5 separate regions of the Mus musculus genome follow, and all the other regions are linked to region 1. The links are chromatin contacts, called in public promoter capture Hi-C maps. All regions are on one chromosome and are shown on one strand. The core of a region is the stretch at or near the end of the contact, and the rest is flanking DNA. Distances in the headings are between cores, read along the strand shown. Region 1 holds the start of Qtrt2 (queuine tRNA-ribosyltransferase accessory subunit 2). Region 2 holds the start of Gtf2e1 (general transcription factor II E, polypeptide 1 (alpha subunit)). Region 3 holds the start of Gsk3b (glycogen synthase kinase 3 beta). Region 4 holds the start of Tmem39a (transmembrane protein 39a). Region 5 holds the start of Cip2a (cell proliferation regulating inhibitor of protein phosphatase 2A).

Region 1 (4,562 bases), core at 534-3,033:
GCTTTGCAAAAATATTCGGGGTTTGTTTTTTTTTTTTTTTAAAACAACGGGACAAGAAACCAATCAACTGGCACAAGAAAGTTGCTGTAAAGGGTATAATATCCTCCCTCACTTACCTAACACTTCACCTTCATCTCACCTTACACACAATTAATGCAGCTGTTCTGTCTAAATAACTGTCATGGCAACAAAGAAAGAGCTGATCTTATTCAAACACAGTTGAATTTCAAGGCGCTCATGGATTTTACTTTATCCTCTAGACAGTAATAATGAGCACTATCAGGGGGGAAAAATCCCTCTTTTTGTAGTTCTAAGTTGTCCCAATTTTTTTTTTTTTTTTTTTTTTGCCTTGCATCATCAAATCTATATTCATATGCTATTTCGGGCCCCATCTATTATGCAATGGAGCAACCTCAGTTTCCACTCACTAATGCTCTGGCCTGTGCCCTCTGGTATCTGGAGCATGGTTTTCACTAAGCGGAATGTGCCCTGTGCACACAGCTGCTATATTTAGGATAACCCACAAGAATGATTACCTGGGGCCCCCACAAAAGCCACTCGTCTAAGAGGATTTTTTTTTCTTTTTACAGGAAAGTAAAACTGAAAGGTAAGAGCAGCTGGTGAAACTGCTCTGCTGCTGAAAGCTGAAGCCCCTCCATTTCAATACTCTCCTTTACATTTAAAGCATCTATTTTTGTGACTGTTAAGAGGTATTCTGGAAGGCACACTTGGTGTGGCTGTGACTTTGCATGGCTGTGACTTTTGTAATGTTCCAAGTTTTAAATGGTGTCTCTTTTATTTTTAATTACCCCCCACCCCCACCCCAATTCTTCCTCAACCTCCTGATGCCTTTAGGTGCTAATACACAGAAGAGGTAAGAGATACAGGGAGGCTCTAACTTTGAATGCTCGTGAAATTTAGAGATAACCATATGGATAAAGTATTGAGATACAACCATCTGGACTTCTGGGTTCATTTTAGATACCTTGTGTAAAACTGGAAAGGGAAAGATATAAGGGATAACGTCAGAGAATTTCGTGTGATGATTTTTTTTTTCCTTTTAAAGACCCCTTAACTCAGATTTGAAGGGGGCAGAAGAAAATGTGCGGAAAGTTTCCTAAAATTGGTGGCAGAGTAAGGATTAGGGGCAAATTCCCCTCACCATGATGGACACTAGGAGACCTCTCCATAGATAGAAATAATCCTTACAGGATGCAGCCCATCACAGTAGTGAGTACACAGACCCTTTGGCTCCTTAAATCACGCTACCTAGGGCTGTGCAGGCTCTAGGGTAGCCAAGGCCAGGTAAGGATGCCCCCGGGGGAAGAGTGAGGAAGCGCAGGGCGGGAAGCGGCTGGCTTCAGGACTGTGTGGCGCCTAGGGCCGGCCCATGTTCCTCAAAGCTCCCGACTGGGATCACCTTGAGATTCAGCTTCCTTGATAACCGTTTCCAGCGACTCAGCTCCATCTTCTTCTTTGAGGCGGACCCTCCCTGGGGCGCCAGCAGCACGTTTTGCACTCTCGGGCCTAGACTTCGGCCACAACAGAGACAACTGCGCCTCCTCCCAGACTGCTTTCAGGTGGTTCTGGGAGTTGTAGTTCTGCCACCTAGCAGCTAGACAGGGGTCAGACATTCCGGAACTACTACTCCCAGGAGGCGTTGCGCGGGAAGCTTGCTTTCACGCTGTTACTATGGCATCGGCGGAGGTCACTGGGCTTCTTTAGCAGGGCCTTTGCGTAATTCTGGCGCTTGGTGATGACGCAGAAATTCCGGATTGGCTCTGCGGCGGAGACCGTGGTTTAGTGGGCCAAGGGTTCTACGAGTCGGAACACGTGTTATCTCTTGCGAAGAGTTTAAGGGTCCTGAGGGTGCGGAGTTGTGTTATCAACCGGTGAGTGTTCCTTTTCCTTGTTGAGGGAGGGTGAATAGCGCCCACTTTTTTTTTTTTTTTATTGCGTTGCAGTCTTGTTCCCACCTCGTCATTACTTGGTTTCTTGTTGGTCTAGGCTTTTGCCAGCTCCGAGTCTCCCAGTGTGATTGCCAGTTACAGTTCAGAAAGAAAAGGACCTCCGTTCTCCTGGCCTCTGCCAGAGAATGAGCTTCTCAGCTGCAAGTTTTTCTGAGTTTAGCAGTTACTTGGGAAGCTATACGAATAGGAAAGTCTAGGGCTCCTGGGATGGCTAATGGAACTAAGGGAAAATTGAATCTAAATAGCCATGCCTGGATGTTGTCATGAACAGCCCACTGAAGGCGTGTGTGCTTTCAAGGCAGGGCAGAAATTCAGAACTGGAGCTTTGGACCCGGCCACTTGTTGGCAATTCAGCTTACTTACTGGCAAAATGGGATTGTACCTAAACCCTGGGAGTATTGTAATGATTGAAAAAGCAACGTGTGTAAAACATTCTGCCAGGGAATCTAAACCAAACTATAAACTGGTGGAAATATGATAAGGAAAGCTGTGCCCCATAGACCTAGCACCTGCCCTCTAACTTGAGTGTGAACCAGTAAGAACATTGTTGAATGGGCTGTGTTACGTTCAGACTTTCCGCTGTCTCAATGGTAGTTAGTTCTTTTGGAAGAGTTAGTTTCATGGCGATTTTTTGGAAGGTGTGCCTATTTTTTCCTGAATGAAAAGCAGAGTTCAGAGAAGTGCATATAATACAGTGTGTGTCCATTTTTGGAGAACAAGTGTGTTTAAATGTTTGGATGAGTCTGGAGAAAGGCTGTCAATTTGGAGAAGATGGCTTAGAGGTAGAGGGGCAAGATGGGAAAAGAACAATTACACTGTAGCAAAATGGGAACTATCACAGTTAATATGGAAACATTGTATTTGACAAATTTCAGTTTCTTTTAAGCCACTAGCCTATATTATAGCCTCTAAAACTAATACATCTATAATTCCAGTAACAACTCTGCCAGTTACTACTGGTAACTGTCTTAGTCACTGTTCTGTTGCTGTGAAGAGACACCATGACCAAAGCAACTGTTATAAAAGAAAACGTTTGATTGAGGGCTTGCTTACAGTTTTAGAGGTTTAGTCCATTATCATCACAGCAGGAAGCATGTTGGCATGCAGGCAGACGCCTGAGCAGTAGCTGAGAACTGCATTCTCATCCATAGGAACAAAGAGAATTGGCATGTACTTTTGAAACCTAAAAGCCAGTGACACATTTCCTCCAACAAGTCCATAACTCTTATCCTTCTAATCCTTTCAAATAGTACAACTCCCTGGTGACTAAGCATTCAAATATATGAGCCTGTGGGGGCCATTCTTACTCACACCCCACAGCGACTTTATTAGCTTCACTTGACTAGTTTATAAAATAAAGGTGAGTAGGGTCTGTGTTGTATTTGTTTTGAGGGTTAATGTAGTTAATGTATCAAGCATGGTAAGTACCCAATAAATGTAACTACTATGATTGTTAGGCCTTTCAATGGATGAAGTTACCATTTGCTTTTTTTGTTGTTGGGGTGGTGTCTCATTCTGTAGCCCTGTCTGGCCTGAAACACACTCTAGAGTCAGGCTGGCCTCAAACTTAACAGAGATTTGCCTGTCTCTCTGCCTCCCAGGTGATAGAATTAAATTATGTGCCAGCATTCTCTGCTGGATCCTTCCTTCCTCCTTTTCTTTGTTTCTTAAAGGTTTATTTTTCTTTTCTGTGTATGAATATTTTTGTGTACATGTATATATGTATACCACAAGTGTGCATGGTACCCTCAAGTGAGAATAGGAAACCCGATCTTCTAGAACTGGAGTTACAAGTGATTGTAAACTGCCATGTGCTGACTAGGGACCAGACCTGGTTCCTCTGCACCAATAGCAAGTTCTTTTAACCACCGAGCCAGTTCCCCAGACCTGCATCTTATATTTTTGATGTGCCTCATTGGGTTTATCTCTTTCTTATTTATTTTTTTAAACTTTCATTGGATAATTGGATATTTCTTCAAATTTCTTCTGTATTTCTTTCTAACAGGTTTGGATAGCATCATCCATTCCCATGAGGGATATTTCCAAACTCTTAACACATGTGCCTAATAAAGTTTAGTATTGTTAGTGTATCTCTCTCTCTCCCCTACCAATTAGGGAAAGAATTTTAAAATATTGCGACATCCATCATTTCTGAATCAGCTTGGTGCATCGAATTGTTTGGAAGTTCTTCATAGTCTCTTTCTATGTGTACATAATTGGTAACTTTATATGGGGAAGGTGGGAGAGAAATGGATGTTTAATATTTACAAATCTCTATAGTTCCCCCACCCCCCAAATTGATCATCTCACACTTGCTGCATTCAGTTGCCAAATTTGGGACATCTGTCCATAAAGATAATCCATTCAAACAACATATAAAAATAAAAATTCTTTCTTACTGACAGATGAAGGCAGATTGGCATTAGCAGTGTTAAGGCAGGGAGTTGTCAGAAATACAAATTTGCTCACTGCCTGTCAGTTTTCCCTGCATCCTAAGGTCCTTCCTTAGGACCCCTAAATACTTAATCTGTAAGAGTGAAAAGGACAAGTCCTGCAATATAAGGGACTCACAGTAAGTAGAGGGGGCGGGCC
Region 2 (4,562 bases), core at 975-3,474, 6.3 Mb after region 1:
CCTATAAATTAATCACGGGATCTGAAGGACTTATGCTTAGTATGACTAAGGAAAAACTAAACAAGAACACGCACTCTGATATCCACCGAGCAGCCCACAGTCCATGACGGATTTCCTAACACTTGATTGTGGCACAGAAGATGGACGAGTGAAGATTTCCCAACACCTGTAAAGATACAAGGTCTCTTTAGTCAGCTGAACATGGAACCCTAAATGGGACATTTATACCACCTCTTCCAAGCCAGGGAACATCTAACAAATTGTTTGAATACCTCCCGTGACAGGATCCATGATGCCATGCTACCATACTCAAAGGACTTTGGTGCCTACATGTAGGTCTGAAAAAAGCAGCTAACCACATGGTCCCAGACTTATCCTCTGAATGACGATGATGGTAATTCCACTTGCTTTCCTTCATCATGCCTATTAATTTTGAAGCAATGCTTCACCCCCTTTTAGATCTATTGGGCTCAGGCAATCTTTTCATTAACACTAAAGGGCACCTCTTCAAGAGCTAGGTGGAGAGGAAAGAGATGAGTCTTCTATTTTCATGGCTATGAGTCTTTTATTTGCGGGTGTGGAGTCACTCATTCATTTACCTGGCTGTTGTTAATTGTATCAAACACTTGGGAAATCTCTTTGTTGTGCAATGTTATATATAGACCTATCATTAATATTTACTTTTTATTATAAAAACTCTATTACCAAAAACTGAGAAAGTATAAAAAAAAAAAAACCAAACAACAACATCACCTTAGAGCACTATTGCCAGCCATATGACTTTCTCTATTATACCATGTTGTTATTGTGATCATATACAAAGTGTACTTAAAAACAAACAAAAGAACCGCATGGGGCTCAGTGCTTGCCCTACAAGCATGAGAACCCGAGTTGTGTTCACAGAACTGACACACAGCAGCCAGGCAAAGAGGCACACGTCTCTAATGTCAGTGCTGGGGAGGCAGAGAGAGGCAATCCCTGATGTTTGTTGGCCTGACAGCCTTAGCCTAGGGGCTCCAGGCCAAGGGGAGAGCTTGTCTTAAAGAAGGTCGGCGGCTGTAGTGGCTATTCTTGGTTGTCAGCTGGACTATATCTGGAATGAACTACAATCCAGAATTGGAGGGCTCACTGTGATCCTGATCTCGTGGCTGGGAGATTCAAGTTTCTGACCTGGATCTTGAGGCATAGTGGCTATGAATCCCAGGAGACTAAGACAAGGAGATCTCTGAGTTCAAGGTCATCTGGGACAAAGCAAGTCCCAGCACCAGGCAGGGAGGCCTACACCTTTAATCTGGGCTACACCTTCTGCTGGAGACCTACTTAAGGACATTGGAAGGAGGAAGATTCTTCTTCGTTTGCTTGCCTTGTGGGACTGAGCAACTGCTAGATCCTTGGACTTCCATTCACAGCTGCTGCTGACCATTGTTGGGGAGTTGGGCTACAGACCGTAGGTCATCAACAAATTCCCTTACTATAAGAAACTACCCATAAGTTCTGTGACTCTAGAGGACCCTGACTAATACAGTGGCAGAGGCAGGTGTATCTCTTCATTTTAGGCCTGCCTTGTTTATATAGTGAGTTTTAGACTAGCCTGATATACATAGCTAGTTCTACGTTAGTCAGGACTACTTAGTGAGACCATGTCTTACCCCACACCCACTCCCCAGCAACAAAGCTTGCAGTGGAAGAACTGGAATGTTTTTTGTGGCTCCTGGTAGGAGCTCTCCCCTCTCTGGAACCAAAACTTCTAGGCCAGCAGAACCTAGGGTTGTGGGGACAGGAAGCAAAAATTTTCCTAGAGGGTCACTAGGAGTGATAGTGAGTGGAACTAGTCCCTTTTCCACCCATAGACTCCGCGCCCCCCACCTCCCGCCACGCCACCACGTCGACAAAAGGAGCAAAGTCCTCTGGGAAGTGTAGTTTTAAGGTCTTGAAAGGAATTTCAGCTGTCGACCTAAGCGCTAGGCAGCTGGGGGGGTAAACAGCGAAGAGAGAGCGGTGTCGGGAAGCTCGGGCGTGTTGGTAGTCCCAGACGTGGGTTAAGCGGCTCACCTGAGTCTCCCAACACCAGAACCTTCACCCGATCCAGGGACGCCATCTTGCCACGATTTCCTTGAGGTTGACGCCCGTTCCTGGATTCTCACCAATCAGCGCAGGGCTTGTGGGCAGGGCAAATCATCTCATTGGTCGGTCAGAGCGTGACTGATCGAAAGCTTCGGGGTGCGGATTAGCGGGCGGTTTCCAAACCGGTCGCAGGAATTAGGCGTTCGTCCTTGTCTCGCAAGTGGCGTGGGCTGGCTGAAGCCGGTAGTTGAGGTGCTGAGGGCGGCTGTAGTGGGAGTGTTCGAGCATCCACTTGGGTAAACCTCATTCTCCCGTCCTTGTTCCCGGTTTCTGACCTGGCGTGGCATTTCATGGTTTCTTCTATCCGTCCCCTTCCTTGTCTAGTCCCCTCTCCTCGGCCACCTCTTGCTTTGGTCCTCTTCTTAGTCTTCTAAAGAACCATTGCCCCGGAGCGGCCCATGTGCGACCTCGGGTAGGACGGGCTTGGCGGCGTCGAGTGTGGCCCGGGAAGCCCCTGGGCGCGTCTGAGGGACTGTGGGGTCTCGGGGTCTGGACATGTCTGAACACAGCTGGTGGAGGGCACCTCGGTCCGGAGCTGTCTCCGTCGTAGGACGAAGGAATGGAGAGTTCGTAAAATACAGTAACAGAAAACTGTAGAGGCTCTGTAGGATCCACGTTCTTCTAGAACTTGGGAAGTAGTATTTAAAAATAGTCTAACTAAAAGGGCTTCCTGCACCCACTTTGTGTTTTTTTTTTAAATCCCTTTTCATCCAGCATAGTTTTTTCAAAAATCACAAGTTTAATGTAGTAGCTCCTTGCTTAAAGCAATTACAAGTTAAATTTAAAAAGAAAAAAAAAAGATGGCTTATAGCGCTCATTATTGGGATGCAGGTGTGAAACAAGTGATTTGTGTGGAAGCTGGCAGGATGGATATGCTACAAGAACACGTGCCCAGAGGATGTATTGAAAGTTCAGGTATCTCAGTAGAATATGCTAGGCGCTAGCATTAATGAACAAGAGGCCTTCGAAGTAGAAACTGTACAAATTCTGAGGAAATGCGAGGGAGAGTGTTGGATGCCACTGTTGGGGATTTGAGAAGGCCAGGAAACATTACCCAAAGCCTAACTACAGTAGGAGAAAGGTTTGGGCTTAGCTTTGAGGACTGAGGGTGGATATGAGGATGACTTTGCTAAAAAAGCAGAGTGGTTTGAACTTTTGATTCTCCCAGTTCCACACCAGGGGCACAGTGGTCCTTAAAAGTTTTTACAACTAGAATCTAGGTCTGGACTGGGTAAGGTGACGTTGGGAGATGAGATGCCTGATTACTGTGAAGAGAAGAAGATAAATGAAGACCACTAGCTACCACACCAAGAAGCCTCCACAGACAGAGAAGTTACTTAAGTGTCACCTGCCATAGAGACTAGCTAATATAGGAACATGGTCTGACTTTGGCCATTTACTTCCAATCTGCAAGAGGAGTAGGCAGTTGGGATTTATAGGCACCCAAGATTTTTAAATGTCGACAACCAATTCATAAAGTTGTTGAAAACGTTCTGTATGGGCTGTCAGTTTTAGAACTTGATTTAAGGAGCTTTAAGAAGCCCAGAGATTGAATACTCTTGATTTATCTTAATTGGGGATGTGGGGAAGGAGCAAAGCCCTGTGTGAGAAAGGCTCTTTAATTATTTTATATGTGAAGAAATGAAGGCTGTGGATTTTCTGGGGCTAACACTAAGAAGCTGACCTGGGATTTCCAAGCTTCAAACTATTGGCTGGAAGAGTATTGATAACGTCCCTTTGTACTGATTTTCAGGACACCCAGAGGAGTATCAGACAGAGGAAACAGGCTGAACAGCAAGTACTAGTCCTCTCCATGCAGGATGTTCATTTGAAGGATACAAAATGGTCATGGCCATGGGACAGATTAGAGCAATGATCAGGGACTTGTTGCACATTAGAGTAATCTAAAGGCATTTTAAAAGTAGCTGCGTTCCTAATCTGGCCCTTCTATAGTAACTGAAACAGAACTCTTGGAAATGGGGCCCAGTGTTAGTAGACTTAAAAATGTTGCCTAGGTGATTGCTTTACAGTCAGGGTTGAGAACCAATGGTCTGGAGCATACAGTGTCTGAGGTGGGACAGAGGAGAGCAAAGCAATGGAAAGGAAGTCAGAAAACAATAGGCTGTGCTGGCGTCCATCTGTCCTTAGGCATTTTGCGTGTTTCTGAGGCCATTATGTCCTATTCTGTCAGCTGCTGAGCATGCAGAAAGCAAAATGTGGTTCTTAGTACACTGTGTAGGTGAAATTGGAAAAGCGACCAAAATGTATCTGGTACTGTGCTTGGGATTCTGAGGTGGCAGTGAACCCAGACCTATTTAAATATCTAGGGTGACAAAGGCTTTGGGGTTGCCAGGTTTAGACTAGTAAGTCCAGGTGTTGCCTTGTTTTCTCTGTGTATGTTCAGTACTACAGTGCTGTATCTACAGTGCTCTGCCTGG
Region 3 (4,562 bases), core at 799-3,298, 5.8 Mb after region 1:
TAAGATAAACTCCCTCATTCCAGAAGACAAGGACTCGGCAAATGTACATCATGGTTTATTAATCAAGCCTTGTCCTCCTCTTCTTTATTCAAAGGGATGGGCAAGCGAACGCTTCTTCCATCGCTTAACCCGGAGGCACTGGAGCACTTGAAAAGACTACCAGCAGCACGGAGAACGTAAGAAAAGAAGTTTCAAATCCAATCAGGCAAATAAAACTAATATTCTCTCAATCCAAGGTTAATGAGGCGGGGGGAGGGGGTACGGGAATGGGAGGAGGAAAAGGAGCCTGCCTCTTCTTGACTCAAGGCTGGTTTTGCCCTTTTCCACGACCACTGACTGTTCTATCAGGTCTGTTAGTGTAAGATCCTGGTATTTCGAGGTTTCTTATCTAAATGGTAAGGTGGAGGAAGGGTGTAAAATAAAATCGATACTCACTGCTAACTTTCATGCTACCAAAAGCTGAAGGCTGCTGCACTGGCTTGCAGCTCTCCGCAAAGGAGGTGGTTCTCGGTCGCCCCGACATGATGGCTCTTCTTGAATCACCTTTTCCTTCCTTAATCCTTTTCTTCCTTTTGTTTTATGTTAGGGTGCTAGGTTAATGATAAATGCAGCATTAAGTTCTCCCGCAAGAAAGAGAAAGAAAGACTTCGTTCTCTTGGCTTTTCACTCCTTTTGTATAGCTATTTAAGAAGAAGGAAAAAAAAAAGGAGCTATGTATTTCTTCAAGACAGATCGGTACGGATATTTAACACATAGATGATTTAGAGCTGGGAGAAAAATACAATTCTTTCACCTCCCTTTCCTGGAAGAGGAGAAAAAGGGTGGAGTGGAATCCTTAAAAATATATATATATCACGTGAACGAGGGCAAATACTTGATTGAAAATAAGTACTCTGAGTATTATATTTTTCCTCGGGGATTTTTTTCCGAGTCAATGAAGAAGGGAAGCGGCGGAAGGATCACGAGCCTCACGCTTGAAGAGAAGGGGGATGGGAAGGAGGGAGGAGATGGCTCGGAGATGCGACGGCAAACGCTGCGGCTCCGGCAGCAGCGGGATCCGGCGGTCTGACGGCGGCGGCGGCCGGGTGAACCGGAGGGCAGCGCAGTCGCGAGTCAGCGGCGGGCGGTGGCGGCGGCTCCTCTCCTCATTGCGCCAGGAGCAGCTGCAGGCGGTGGCTGGATCCAGCGGCCATGGCGGCAGCGGCGGCGGAGGCAGCTCCCTTCAGACCCCAGGCAGCGGCTCCCTGACTGCTCCCCATACGCCGGGGACATGGGAACCAGGCAACCGCTTCCGTCCCTCGGGGTCCCCTCCCCCGTCCGTGGCCCCGGCACGGCCGGCCTCCGCCCCTCGCCTTTGCTCAGCGGCTGCTCGGGAAGTGTCCGCGCTGTGCCCGGAGCCCGAAGCCCTGTCAGCGGCTGCAAGGCCGGCTCCTCCTTGCTGCCTTCCTTCCTTTGTCACTCGGCCCAGGCGGCGGCGACGGCGGCGACACAAGCCCGCATTCGGCCGGGTCGGGGGCTGCTCTGTGCGAGGCGCGCCGTCTGCGCAGCCGCCTAGCCCTTCCCCACTCCCCCTCCCCCTTCCTACTCGTCCTCCGCCTCCTTCCTCCCCCACCCAGCCCTTACACCGCCCAGCGCCCCGCCGCCCGCGTTACAGGCGTCTGGGAATCGCTCGCCGAGCCCGCGCCCGCCAGCTTCGGCTGTAGAGCCGAAACCCAAGCCGGAACCAATCAGAGACGTCGCTTGCTTGCAGCTCCTGCCGGAAAAAGCCGAGCGACCTGGATAACCAATGAGGAGACGCCGCTGGGAGACCACGCCCCAGCAACGAGGAATGCCGAAGGTAGCCGAACAGAAGGGAAGAGGGTTCTCCTTGTCCTGTGGCTGGCTAGAGAGAAGAGTCGACAATAGCGACAGTGGCCAATCAGAGCTGTTGGCCCTCAGGGAAAAGCCTCAAGAGTTAAGGACGGCGAAACTCCCGAGTCGCGGGAGGAACTGCACGGCTGGGCGCCGCGCCCGTTTCCTCATTGGCTGGACAACTCCGCTGGGCGTGTACCTTTCTCGGTGATTGGTGAAGGGAAGGGGGCTTCCGAGGACATCGGGCCAGTCAGAGCCTCCCCTCCCTCTTTGAGGCGGGGAGAAGAAGAAAGCGGAGGGAGGGCACCTATAAAGTGCCATCTCATTGGTCTGCAGCGTCGAGCTGGAGCGCGGGGGGAGGGGAGCTTCGAAAGGGAGAAGGAGGGTGCAGGAGCCCGTGGCGGCGGCCAATAGGCGCTCACTGCTGTGCAATCGCAAGACCTAGCTGCAGTGGGATTGGCCTCGGGTGGTCCCTAAGCGGGCGGACGGGATGAGTGGTCGGCCTGCATCTGCTTTCCGAGCCGACGCTCGTGCTGGCTGTGCAGCCCGGTCCGACAATGCTGCGGTCGGAGGGTCGGGCCCCGAGCGCTCTAGTGGGGCGTGAGGCCGTCCCCATTCCCGGGAGCTCCGCGGGGCGCGGCTTACCAAGTGCGCCCGAGGCTCCCCACCGCGCGTGCTGAGCCTATGAGAACGTCTATTCTCTGAAAGACGTAGGGCGCCGTGGCCGGGGCCGAACCCTCTAGCGCTTAAATGGGAACAAAGCTTCCAGAGAAGGAGAGCCTCTGGGCAGCCGCGCCCGCCCATCGCGGGGGGCCGCTGATCTCGTGGGGGGGGGGGGGGGAGCCCTTTGCAGCAGGCGCACAAGGCCAGACCAGGCCTTCTGGAAACGCCCCCGAGAGATGAGCTCATGCTAGATGAGCGCGGTCCATGGGCGCGACTGTCCAGCGCAAAAGCAGCCCCGAAAACAGGTGAGGGGAAATGTGGTCAGGACAGTACCTCGAATCCTAGGAGGAAGCTCAAGTCAGAATTGCTCGCAGCAGTTTTTAGTGTTATTGGATGATCAGCACACTGCTGCCTAAGTAGGTTTCACATGTAGTCCAGCGTCCATTGTTCTACAAAGGAGACCATTGCCTTGGTCCATCCGAGAGCTGTGTGGCGTGGCTACTACGACTAGAGTAAGTTAGAGTGGACACTGGCAATCCTGACTGTAATCCCGTGATACTTGTAATACCCACCCGCATAGTCATCTCTTTCTGTTGAGATGCTATCTCCAGAAAGCACATGTAAAAGTACACGTACTTGATCAGATTGCTTAGCTATTGCTTTAAAATCTGATGAGGGACTTGGGACAGAACAAAGTAAGCTTTGAAGGGAGCCAGTAAAGGTCTGGATAGTGTTTGCAGACTCAGATGTCTGTAGAGGCCTGGCAAATAAAGCGAATGACACCGGCCTGGTGGAAGACAATAGGAATGTTAGATGATGTGGAAACGGGAGTTCCATCCATGCCCTTAAGGGGGTCCACCATTAAAATAATCGTATTCTCCTTTTTTTTTTTTTTTAATTACCAAAACCATAACGTTGAAGTTTTATGTGTGATCTCTAAATCTGACGTGTTGGCAACCGATATGCCGAAACCACGTAGACCAACAAAGTAAAAAATCCCAGGAAAATGTGCCCGACAGGCAGCCAATTTGTAATCTCATTCCTTATCGGAGACTTTATGCCTCAAGTGCAGAAGAGACTCTTGTTCTTCACAATTAAAATCGTCTATAAGGTAGCCCGATGCCATGGGGGAGGGTAAAGAATCTTAAAAGCAGCCGCCTTGCTTGGCAACTTTGTCATTTGAATGGTGCCTCTCCATGCTATTATGAAAGACCTTTGCCACTGTTCCTAAACTGCTGTGGTGCAGAACTTTAAATCCTCCCTACCTAATTATACCAGCAGGAAGGTAAATAACAAGGGTTTAGTTTGCAGAAACTGGCAACGTGGCTATTCTTGTATATAAAACTAGTTCAAAAATAGCCTACCTTAGGGTTTTGATTAGTAACTTTTTTGTTGCCTTCAGATATTTTTAACTCAATTGAAAAAAATCTTTTCATAGGAAAAAAATACATATTTCAGTCCACAAATAGGACTTGGAGAAGGAAAAGTTTATTTAATAAAACACAGAACAGCCAGCCAGGTGTGGTGGGGCACACACTCTTTTAATCCCAGTACTGCAGAGGCAGATGAATCACTGAGTTCAAGACCAGCCTGATCTACATGAGTTTCAGGTGGGGGTCGGCCATATGGACCCCACAGACATACTGAAACTTAACAGTCAGTACTGGTTTTCTGACTTTGAAAACCTCTCATTTTGCCTTCCTACATGGTGAGGACTACTGGGAAAAGTATTAGTGCGCCTTGAAAGTTAACTCATTTTTGCAAGACCCACAAAGTTAAGGCAGCAGAACCGGGGTTCACATCCCTTGTTCTTTGCCTCTACTCCACAATTCTCTCTTGGTACAGTCCCCACATCCCCCAGATTCTGCTAAAGTGCTAGCTGTAGAAGCCTGACTACCTAAATTCAGTCTGCAGAATGCACCTAAAGGCCAAGGAGAGGGCCAAATCCATTAACTTGTCTTCTGGCCTCCACGTCTGTACATCATGGCACATACCAGTCACACAATAATAGTAAAAGGCAGATAGCTTACTCACCCAAGAGTTCCCCC
Region 4 (4,562 bases), core at 644-3,143, 5.3 Mb after region 1:
CTCAGAACCATCTAAACCCCCAATAACCTCTTTTGGCATCTAGAGGCATCAGGCATGCAAGTGGTACACAGACATACATGCAGGCAAAACATCGGTACACATAAAAAAATAAATAAAACTAAAAAAAAAAAATTTATGTTAAAAAAAAGAAAAGGAAAGGAAAAGGAAGGAAAAGAAAAGAGAAATGGACACTTCTACTTTGTGGTCCCTGCGTAACATCATTCTACCTGCAAAGAACTCTGAAAAGTGAAACACTAAGTTTTCAGTCTTCAAAGGCAGAATTCCTACTTCAGTGATAAGTTTGATAAGCAAACATTTGAATAGAATTATTTTGTATTAGTCTCACTGATAACAGGCTATTACAAATCATGCCAAGTGTTAAGCATAGAATTATATGTTCTTTACCTGTTCCTCAAGCCCGTCCCATTGCCACAGCCGCCGCCGACCAACGTCTGTATGGAAGGTAAAGCTGACCGGCTTAGCTGCTGCCGACTGGGACCCCGCCTTCTACTGGGCATGTCCAGGAACCAGGTAATTTCCAGTGCCACCTGAAGTTGCCACCCAGGCTGATGACTGTCAACTTATTTCAAATCTGAATAATATTAAAAAAGAAAGAAAGATTGTAACTTTTTCTAGAAGTCAGTATAACAAGCAAATGTTAAAACTCAGTGAGCAGATCTTATAAAATCCAGATTGAATTTTCAAATAAATGTTCCTGTCCCTATATACTGCTTGGATCTGGGGTAAGGTCAGAGGTTTAAATTCTGAGCTCAGCTGTATTCAGCATTAAGGCAACTCCCGGCTGGTGTCTTGTCTTGCTGACTTTTTCTTAAATAAAACAAGACTACAATCTACAAGGTGGCATTCTACAAGAAACACCACAACTTACTCGATTCTAATTTGCAATTTCACATTAAAATCACTTGAAATACAGGAAATATCTCTGTCCAAAATATGAGGTTGTTATCAAGGAATCTGACTAAGATTTGCCGCAGGTTTCTGACCTTGACCAAGTCATTTAACCAGAGTTTGTTTCTTCATTTCACTCAAATGGTTGCCCGTTTCAGAAAAGCTTCTGTAAAACCGCTAAGAAATTAAATGAACGTGCAAAATTAAAGGGCTAAAGAGATCTTCAGGGGGGAGGTGGGCGGACGACGACATTATGTTTTCCTCAATTTCGGCAAACATGGTTCTGCCAACATATACCACGTATTTCCTAAATACGACTAAAAATACTCTGAAAAAAAAAATTTTTTTTTTTGCTTAACATTACTACTGTAGAGGGATCCGAGGTTCCCTAGTCCACTGTAGGCTAACAAACGCCAGGTGGGACAAAGACTCCAAACTGTTAAAGGCAAAGAAAGCTGATCCCTGCTCAATTAAAGAGAAAGTACGGTGAGGGCAAAAGGCTGGGGCGCATCAGCGTAAGATTGTTCGAGGTGGAAGGCGAGAAACCACAAACTTGACTGGACTAAACCTCCAAGACGGAATCACCTAGTGGTCTCAGGCCGGCGGCCGAAAGAGCCGAAGCACGCCAGGGCCGGCGAGATGACAAAGCAGGTTAAGTAAAACTCACGCATGGGACAGGCTGGCCACGGAGAGGGATCCCTGGGAGGAGGCGGCGGCTTCACAGCCGCGACCCCGGGCACCCAAACTCACTCCCTCCTCTAAAGCGCTCCAAAAACAGCTGCCGGGACGCAGGCAGGATCCCACTGGACAGTCGAAGAAAGCTCTCGGGTCGCTAGGTTACCAGACCCAGACCGGGAGTCCGTGCCAGAGCCAGAGCTAAAGTCAGAAGCACAGTCCGACCCCATCACCAAGACTCATCATCCTCAGCCTCCATCGCCCGGGAGCTGAGGAGACGTGGCAGCGCACAGCGATGACGTCAGCTCTGCGTCGCGCTGGCCCCCGGAAACAGGCTTGCGGCCAGCAGAGCTGGCTCGCCCTCCTCCCGGCGCACCTGCGCAGTGGGACTCTCCGGCGCCCGGGCTTTCCGGCCCATACGTGCCCGGCGGAGTTTTTCTGTTTGTTGGTTAGTTTGGTTTTTGGTTGTTTTTTTCCCCAAATTTTCCCTGGCTCCAGTCAGCTAGTGTCTAGAGAAATGCTTGGAGAAGAGAAGGGAAATTCGGAGATGCCACCTAAGATCACGTCTTTCATATGCAAACGACTGTGACAAGCACGTCGGACGCCTGCCCCTTGCAGGGACTGAATATTAAATAATGAACTAGGTAGATAATAGAAATAAAGAATGAGTTCTAGAAAAGTTAAGTCTAATAAATAAGAGAACGCAGCAACAAGCTTCAGTAATGCTGTTAAGAACAATAAATTCACAGTTAGAAGTATATCTGAGCAGAGCAGTGGTGGCGCACGCCTTTAATCCCAGCACTTGGGAGGCAGAGGCAGGTGGATTTCTGAGTTCGAGGCCAGCATGGTCTACAGAGTGAGTTCCAGGACAGCCAGGGCTACACAGAGAAACCTTGTGTCAAAAAAAAAAAAAAAAACGAAACAAAACTACATCTGAGGTCCAGGGATGGCACTAGTGCCAATACTGTAAAGGGTCTGAAGCTCCAAAGATGAGTAAGCTGTTTTCCGAGGACAGTACGTGGTAAATAAAAAGATATGGAGTCTCAATTGTACAGCTTACTTTACCATGCTGAGTTCAATCCCTAGCCTTCACCCTACCCCCCCCCCCAAAAAAAAGATAGGCAGCCCAATGTTGCCCAGAACTGTCAGTAGTTTGATATCAAAATGAAGCAAGCCTGATAGGGCTGGAGAGTTGGCTCAGCAGTTAAAGAGCACTGAATGGTCCTGAGTTCAATTCCCAGAAATCACATGGTGGCTCACAACCATCTGTAATGGGACTTGATGCCCTCATCTGGTGTGTCTGAAGACAGCTACAGTGCACTCACATATATAAAATAAATAAATCTTTAAAGTAGAAAAAGGTAAAATAAAGAAGAATAAGCCTGGTGTGCCGGTGGAGGCCAGGGGGATGCAAATTATAACTACATTGAGATGCCATCTCACCTCAGTCAGATTTGCTATCATCAAGAAAAAAGATAAATAGATATAAATAAATCAAAATGTTGGCTAGGATGGAGAGGAGAAGGATCCTTACTCACAGTTGGTGTCAGTATAGAAAGGTGTAACCACTGTGGCCTTCATGATGGAGGTGTTTGAAAATGAAAACAAACAAAAATCACAATGACAGGACCTGGCTGTACCAGTCCTGACCATATGCACCCAAAGATAGTTGCACATCCATGTTTACTACCGTTTCATTCACAACAGCAAGGAAATTGAGTCAGTCTACATGTGCATCTTCAGATGGGTGGATCATTAAAAAACCCACGATGGTTTTTACTAAGCTTTAAAGAAAAATGATGATAGAACTGGAAAATATTATATCAAGTAAGGCAACAAGTTTGAAAAGAGAAATGCCACGTGTTCCCTCACATATGCATATTGTTTATGTGTGGGGGGTGGGGTGGGGGGGCATGTGAATGCCAGGCCAAGAGTGTGGAGGTCATAGGACAACCTTGGGTACTTTCCACCTAGTCTGAGACAGTTCTCCTTGTTATTGGTTGTTTCGTATGACAGGCTATGTGGCCTTTGAGCTTCTGGGGAGTCTCCTGCCTCTGCCTCCCATCCTCCCACAGGCCTGCTAGAATCAGATGTCTACTACCACATCCAACTTGGCATAGCTCCTGGAGGACTCCTGGCCTCACGTTTGCATCACAAGCACTTTACACACAGCCTCTCCCCAATTGTGCATCTTGAATTGTATACCTGTGTGTTTGTGTAGAAAAGAGTATGGATACCAATCAGGGAACTAGAACTCGACCCAGAGAATGAGAAATGAGGCTTTAAGGAAGCAGCAGGTGAGGGCGGGTGAGATGGCTCAGTGGTCAAAAGCACTGACTGCTCTTCCAGAGTTCCTGAGTTCAAATTCCAGCAACCACATGGTGGCTCACAACCATTTGTAATGGGATCTGAAGACAGCTACAGTTTTTTTAAAAAGGAGGAAAGTGAAGGAGGAAAGGTACTGTACTAGCTGGATGTTAGCAGGACAAGGGGACAACCAAAACTAAGTAGGTGTGAAAATGTGACAAGGACACCCTTTATGGTAATTAAGAAGTAAATTTTTGTTTTTTTGGTTTTTTTTGTTTTTTTTTTTCCGAGACAGGGTTTCTCTGTATAGCCCTGGCTGTCCTGGAACTCACTTTGTAGACCAGGCTGGCCTCGAACTCAGAAATCTGCCTGCCTCTGCCTTCCAAGTGCTGGGATTAAAGGCGTATGCCACCATGCCCGGCAAGAAGTAAATTTTTAGAAAAAAAAATCTGCCAAAGGAGAAAAATCAAAATGAGAATTCCCATGAGATCATCCCCAGGCGTCTATCTTTGTATCAGCTGTAGGATTAGTCAACGTCTATTAGAAACTGTAGCCGCCACCCCCACCCCTGGACTATATATCTCATCTAAATGTCACAACCAGGTTGGAGATAGAGCTTAGGGATAGAGCGCTTGCTTAGCATAAGTGAGCTTCAGAATTAATATTCCCCA
Region 5 (4,562 bases), core at 549-3,048, 5.1 Mb before region 1:
TATCCTCGGAAACTACATCACCCTCAAAAACGGTAAATACTAAGAACTAAGGATGGGCCTGGTTGCGCGATGGCAAAATCAATGCACTGCTAGTACGTAATGCCAAGGTCTTTTTGAAAGGCGTTTTAGCAACATGAAGCATTACTGGATGTGGGCTGGATGGCTCAGCAGCTAGGTGCATGCACTATTCCGCAGACAATCTGAGTTGGAGTAGCAGTACCTCAAGGAGTTCACAGCTGCTATCAAGACCAGCTCCAGGGAACAGAGCCTTGTGCCTTCTGAGGGTCCTGCCCACACATGCGCATACATCACACACAGACAAACATTTAAAAGAATATTAAAATAACAAAAAGAGGAACATAAGCCCTTAAGACCTGATAGTTCTACTGGTAGGTTTATAAAAGAGGGTTGCGTTCAACCATAATAAAAATATATGACTGGAATGCACTTATTCTTAATTCCACACAGTTCTGAAAACAATCCAAATGTATTTTTGGATCCGTGGAACACTTACATAAATATCTACATAAATACTTACACATAAAAAAAGGAGTCCTGTTTATACATACAACCTGAATGAATTGCCCTGATTATCTTCGGTGAATGAAGCCACTCAATATTCAACAAAGAAAACAAAACAGACATAGAAAATAGGCACTTGTGATATCTATTCCAGTTGTCAACTAAGGCTACATCTGGAATGAACTAAATCCAGAAATGGAGGGCACATCTGCCCAGATCTTGAGGCTGGAAGACACAGGCTTCAGACATGGGGCGATGTGCTTTTGATCCAGATCTCGAGGCATAGTGGCCATGAAAAGCGTAGGCCCAGGCAAGGTAGTACATACCTTTAATCCCAGGGGAATGAGACAAGTCTCCTGAGTTCAAGGCCAGCTGGGATTGCAAGTTCCAAATCCAGGTGTGGTGATTCATACCTTTAATCTGGGCTCTACCTCCTACTGGAGGACTACATAAGGACAATGGAAGAGGGAATTCTCACTCTTCTTTGCCTGCTTACACTGACTTTCCAGTTGGAACCTACTTCTTCAGGATTCCCGCTTACACAGATGACCAGCGAAAACAACTAGTGTTGAGGGAGTGAGCAACTACTAGATTCCTGGACTTCCCAGTCACAGCTAGCTTCCCCACTTGTTGGGTTAGTAGGAGCGAAACTTTAAGTCCTTACAATAAATCCACTTAATATAAAGGGATACTCCATAAGTTCTGTGACTCTAGAGAACCCTGACTAATACAGCACCTTAAAAAAAGATCCGGAACACACACACACACACACACACACACACACAGTGCGCTCGCATACACCCCAAAGCCTCCTGGTTTGGGTCCGTACACACACACACACACACACACACACACACACACACACACACTGCGCTCGCATACACCCCAAAGCCTCCTGGTTTGGGTCCGTACACAATCCCCTCCTGGCACCCACTCGTTGCGCACACCCAGTCGCTGTCGCCAGTGCAAGGACAGCGAAGCAGCTGCAGGTCTGCCCAGGGCGAGACCTCCATCTTCCGGCCCCACAAGAAAACAGGAGGGGACCGAAGGAGGGGACACCCACTCGCACCCCGAACCTCCTTACCTCCAAGTGCCTCAGCAGCTGAGTGGCGTTCGCCTCCGACTTAACGGCCTTGTACTGACTGATGCTCAGGAGCAGGGACTTCAAGCAGGCGGTGGAATCCATGCCGACGAGCCGGCCTGTCAGCGACCACCGACACCAGCCACCCTCTGTCTTCAGCGGTCGCCGCGCATTTTTTGATTTTTTTTAAGCCCCACCCCTCTTGCGCCTGGCAGCTTCCTGTTCCGGTCGGACTCCGGAAGTCTGGGAGCAGCGGGTGGGACTGCAGTCGGTGATTGGCAGGGTGGGCCTGGGTTCCAGGCGCTGGGGTTGCGGGAAGGTGGCAGGGAGCCATCCCCTCCCACCCCCGCCGCAGTCCCCCTTTGGCGGAGAGGCCGCGAGGTTTCGGCTGGAGGTCCGCGAACACGCGGGAATCTCGCGAGACGAGCTCGTGCGGGCTCATTCTGTGGAGGGCTTCTGGGGCGAACGGGGGTCTCCGTGCCGCGCGGGCTCGGTCCCCGGGCCTTCCTCGGCCTGGGCGCGGCGGGCTCGGCTTTCCGTGCGTGCCTCAGCCTCTGCCCGAGACACGGCCGCTCCCCCCTAGTCTAGACACGGTGAGGAACTCGGAGCCGCCGAAGCTGGGGGTGGGGGCGTAGGTTTGGAGGCGGCGGGAGAGGGGCCTCAGGTTCTGCGGCCCTGGTCCCTGGTGGCCGCAGGCGACTCGCGCAGGCTAAGACCTGTGGCGGTCGGGGTTCCGTGATGAGGCAGCCGGAACTTTACGGTAGGATTTGTCAGAACCCCCCATAGAGAGAGAGCATCCCGGAGTCGCTCCCGGACGCGTTCTTGTCAGCTTTGATGTCTGTAGGCTGAGGGGCCTGTTCTTGTCTGGCGTGATTATTTTGCACATTTCTGTGGCGTCAAAAAAAAAAAAAAAAAAAAAAAAAAAGAAAGAAAGGCACCGTTGAGAATTTTATTATTATTATTATTTTAATCGGAGGTAATGATGTGCACGGATCTAATAACGAAGTGAGTCAGCAACTGGTTCAGGAGCTTAAGCTAGGTTGTGGGATCGAGTAAATGCCCATTTGACTAAGTTCTTCTGAAATTGTGGGAATTCAGGGAACGTTCCTTTTTGTTTTTTGTTTTTTTCTCGTTTGTATTGGTACCTTTTAAAGACGTCATTTATGTTCATATTAAAAGAAAATAAAAGTAAAGCTAACTGATGGCTGGAAAAAGATTGTGCCGTTGAGATAGTCACATGAGAGTTTGTAGCTAGTGCATTCATTCATGCATTCATTCATTCCATTTTAAACAAACATGTATAACGGGGCTAGGGATTGACTGTCACTCAGAACAAAGATGAGGACGTGGTGCCTGCGGAGAAGCAACCATCTAATAATAGTCCAAATAGGAAAGTACTGTTGGAATTCACTACATAAACGAGGAATGCGTCATCACTAAAACGAAGAGCAGCCAGTTTGCTGACAAGTATTTTTGCACCTTTCTCTTTGTGTCTCTGCATTTTACTGCTTTAGGCTTTTCATGAAGTGAAACCTAAGAGTAGACTATTTTACACGATAGTTTATTCAGTAAATTCTTATTGAGCTTCAGAAATAGTAGCCTTTATTACAAAGCCAAAGTGCTAGAAAGAAAAAAAAAAATGATCTCTTCCATTGACATAACAGGCATATCCCCAAAATGATGCTTTGATCACTGATGCGTGTGTGATGCTGATCCAGTTAGATCATACTAAACTGAAAGCTGAATGAATGATCTCTTCCTGTGACCTAGTGACATCTTACTTGCCACAGTGTCATAACTACACAGCAGCAGCATATGAAAGTATAGCACATACTGTTATGGATGGCACAAATAAACTACTAATGATTCATTTGTTTACTGATCCATACTTTTATCATTACCACTTGTATTCATAGTCAAAACACAAGCTTAATAGTATATGCCATGTAAAACCAGAAGTATCTTCATACAGCTGTTGTTTACCAAATCTCTTATCATATTTAGGCCATGCCTTATAAATGTGTATTGGTGGTCTTTTACCATGTTTGTGCAACAGTGAAATAACTCAGTGACACATATCTAGAATACCTATTAATTAATACCTATTAATAAGAGGTACATGACTATTCTGTTTCCTTTACCAACCATCAAGTTCTAAAATTTAGCTATCGTTATTGGTCAGTCCATAAAATTGTTATTGGTCAATCCATAAAATTCACCTTTCACTTTTGAAATGTACTTAAGACTTTTCTTTCCATTTTACAGAATTCATAACTGTGTTAAAAGTAGAGGTCTTGATAATTTGAATAGTTTCCCTCTGTCTTGCCTTGACCTTTTGTTTCACACAATTAATACACATTTTTAATTCAGTTCCTAGATAAAGACATGAGATGTCAGAGTATAATAATCATTTTTAATAACTGTTTGAAGGCCTGCTTCTTTGAATAGTGTAAGGTCCTTTGCATGGCTCATAAAAATTTCTTGTTTAAAGCCAGGCTTGGTGGCGCACGCCTTTAATCCCAGCACTCGGGAGGCAGAGGCAGGCGAATTTCTGAGTTCGAGGCCAGCCTGGTCAGGAGCTACAGAGTGAGTCCAGGATAGCCAGGGCTACACAGAGAAACCCTGTCTCGAAAAAAAAAAAATTCTTGTTTAATTTATGTAATAAGTAGATTCTTGTTTTGTGAACAAGCAAGAAGCTTTTTCTAAGCAAGCAGTGGATATGTCTAAATTAAAATTTTAGTTTTTTTCTTATTCATTTTATATAAGCATAATACCTATATATAACTAACAAGTTAATTGATTTTTATATTTTCAGTGTGTTCTCAAACTTTTAATTCTTTAGAGATGTGTGATCAAATAAAATTTATATTTTTTAAAAACTGGTTAACTTTAAGAGATCATTCAGATAGGCTTGAATTATTCATTCCAGTACCACAGGTAATATCTGGCACTAATTGTT

The links. Promoter capture Hi-C pulls out the DNA fragments that hold promoters and counts their contacts.
Region 2: a promoter capture Hi-C map of pre-B cells shows a contact between it and region 1, with 5 times the contacts expected there. The contact joins the promoter of Gtf2e1 here to the promoter of Qtrt2 in region 1. A contact is called at or near these places in 4 of 39 promoter capture datasets (the C10 cell line, cranial neural crest and pre-B cells).
Region 3: a contact with region 1 is called in a promoter capture Hi-C map of pre-B cells, with 6 times the contacts expected there. The contact joins the promoter of Gsk3b here to the promoter of Qtrt2 in region 1.
Region 4: a promoter capture Hi-C map of pre-B cells shows a contact between it and region 1, with 13 times the contacts expected there. The contact joins the promoter of Tmem39a here to the promoter of Qtrt2 in region 1. A contact is called at or near these places in 3 of 39 promoter capture datasets (cranial neural crest, liver and pre-B cells).
Region 5: a promoter capture Hi-C map of pre-B cells shows a contact between it and region 1. The contact joins the promoter of Cip2a here to the promoter of Qtrt2 in region 1. A contact is called at or near these places in 1 of 39 promoter capture datasets (pre-B cells) and 1 of 484 Hi-C or Micro-C datasets (pre-B cells).

The regions. Positions count from the first base shown.
Region 1 is chr16:43,886,897-43,891,458 of GRCm38.p6, reverse strand. It overlaps Qtrt2 (queuine tRNA-ribosyltransferase accessory subunit 2), which reads left to right and starts at 1,783. Exons shown (of 9, transcript NM_001356329.1): 1 at 1,783-1,892. Ccdc191 (coiled-coil domain containing 191) reads right to left here and starts at 1,557. Exons shown (of 16, transcript NM_027801.1): 1 at 1,421-1,557. The coding sequence starts at 1,468.
Region 2 is chr16:37,537,451-37,542,012 of GRCm38.p6, reverse strand. It overlaps Gtf2e1 (general transcription factor II E, polypeptide 1 (alpha subunit)), which reads left to right and starts at 2,224. Exons shown (of 5, transcript NM_028812.4): 1 at 2,224-2,360. Rabl3 (RAB, member RAS oncogene family-like 3) reads right to left here and starts at 2,119. Exons shown (of 8, transcript NM_001042499.1): 1 at 2,053-2,119; 2 at 75-166. The coding sequence starts at 2,098.
Region 3 is chr16:38,086,487-38,091,048 of GRCm38.p6, reverse strand. It overlaps Gsk3b (glycogen synthase kinase 3 beta), which reads right to left and starts at 2,048. Exons shown (of 11, transcript NM_019827.7): 1 at 436-2,048. The coding sequence starts at 523. It overlaps BC031361 (cDNA sequence BC031361), which reads left to right and starts at 1,789. Exons shown (of 1, transcript NR_033221.1): 1 at 1,789-4,562.
Region 4 is chr16:38,560,145-38,564,706 of GRCm38.p6, reverse strand. Tmem39a (transmembrane protein 39a) reads right to left here and starts at 1,893. Exons shown (of 9, transcript NM_026407.3): 1 at 1,577-1,893; 2 at 406-592. The coding sequence starts at 518.
Region 5 is chr16:48,991,424-48,995,985 of GRCm38.p6, reverse strand. It overlaps Cip2a (cell proliferation regulating inhibitor of protein phosphatase 2A), which reads right to left and starts at 1,798. Exons shown (of 21, transcript NM_172616.2): 1 at 1,607-1,798. The coding sequence starts at 1,708. Dzip3 (DAZ interacting protein 3, zinc finger) reads left to right here and starts at 1,844. Exons shown (of 32, transcript NM_001110017.2): 1 at 1,844-2,196.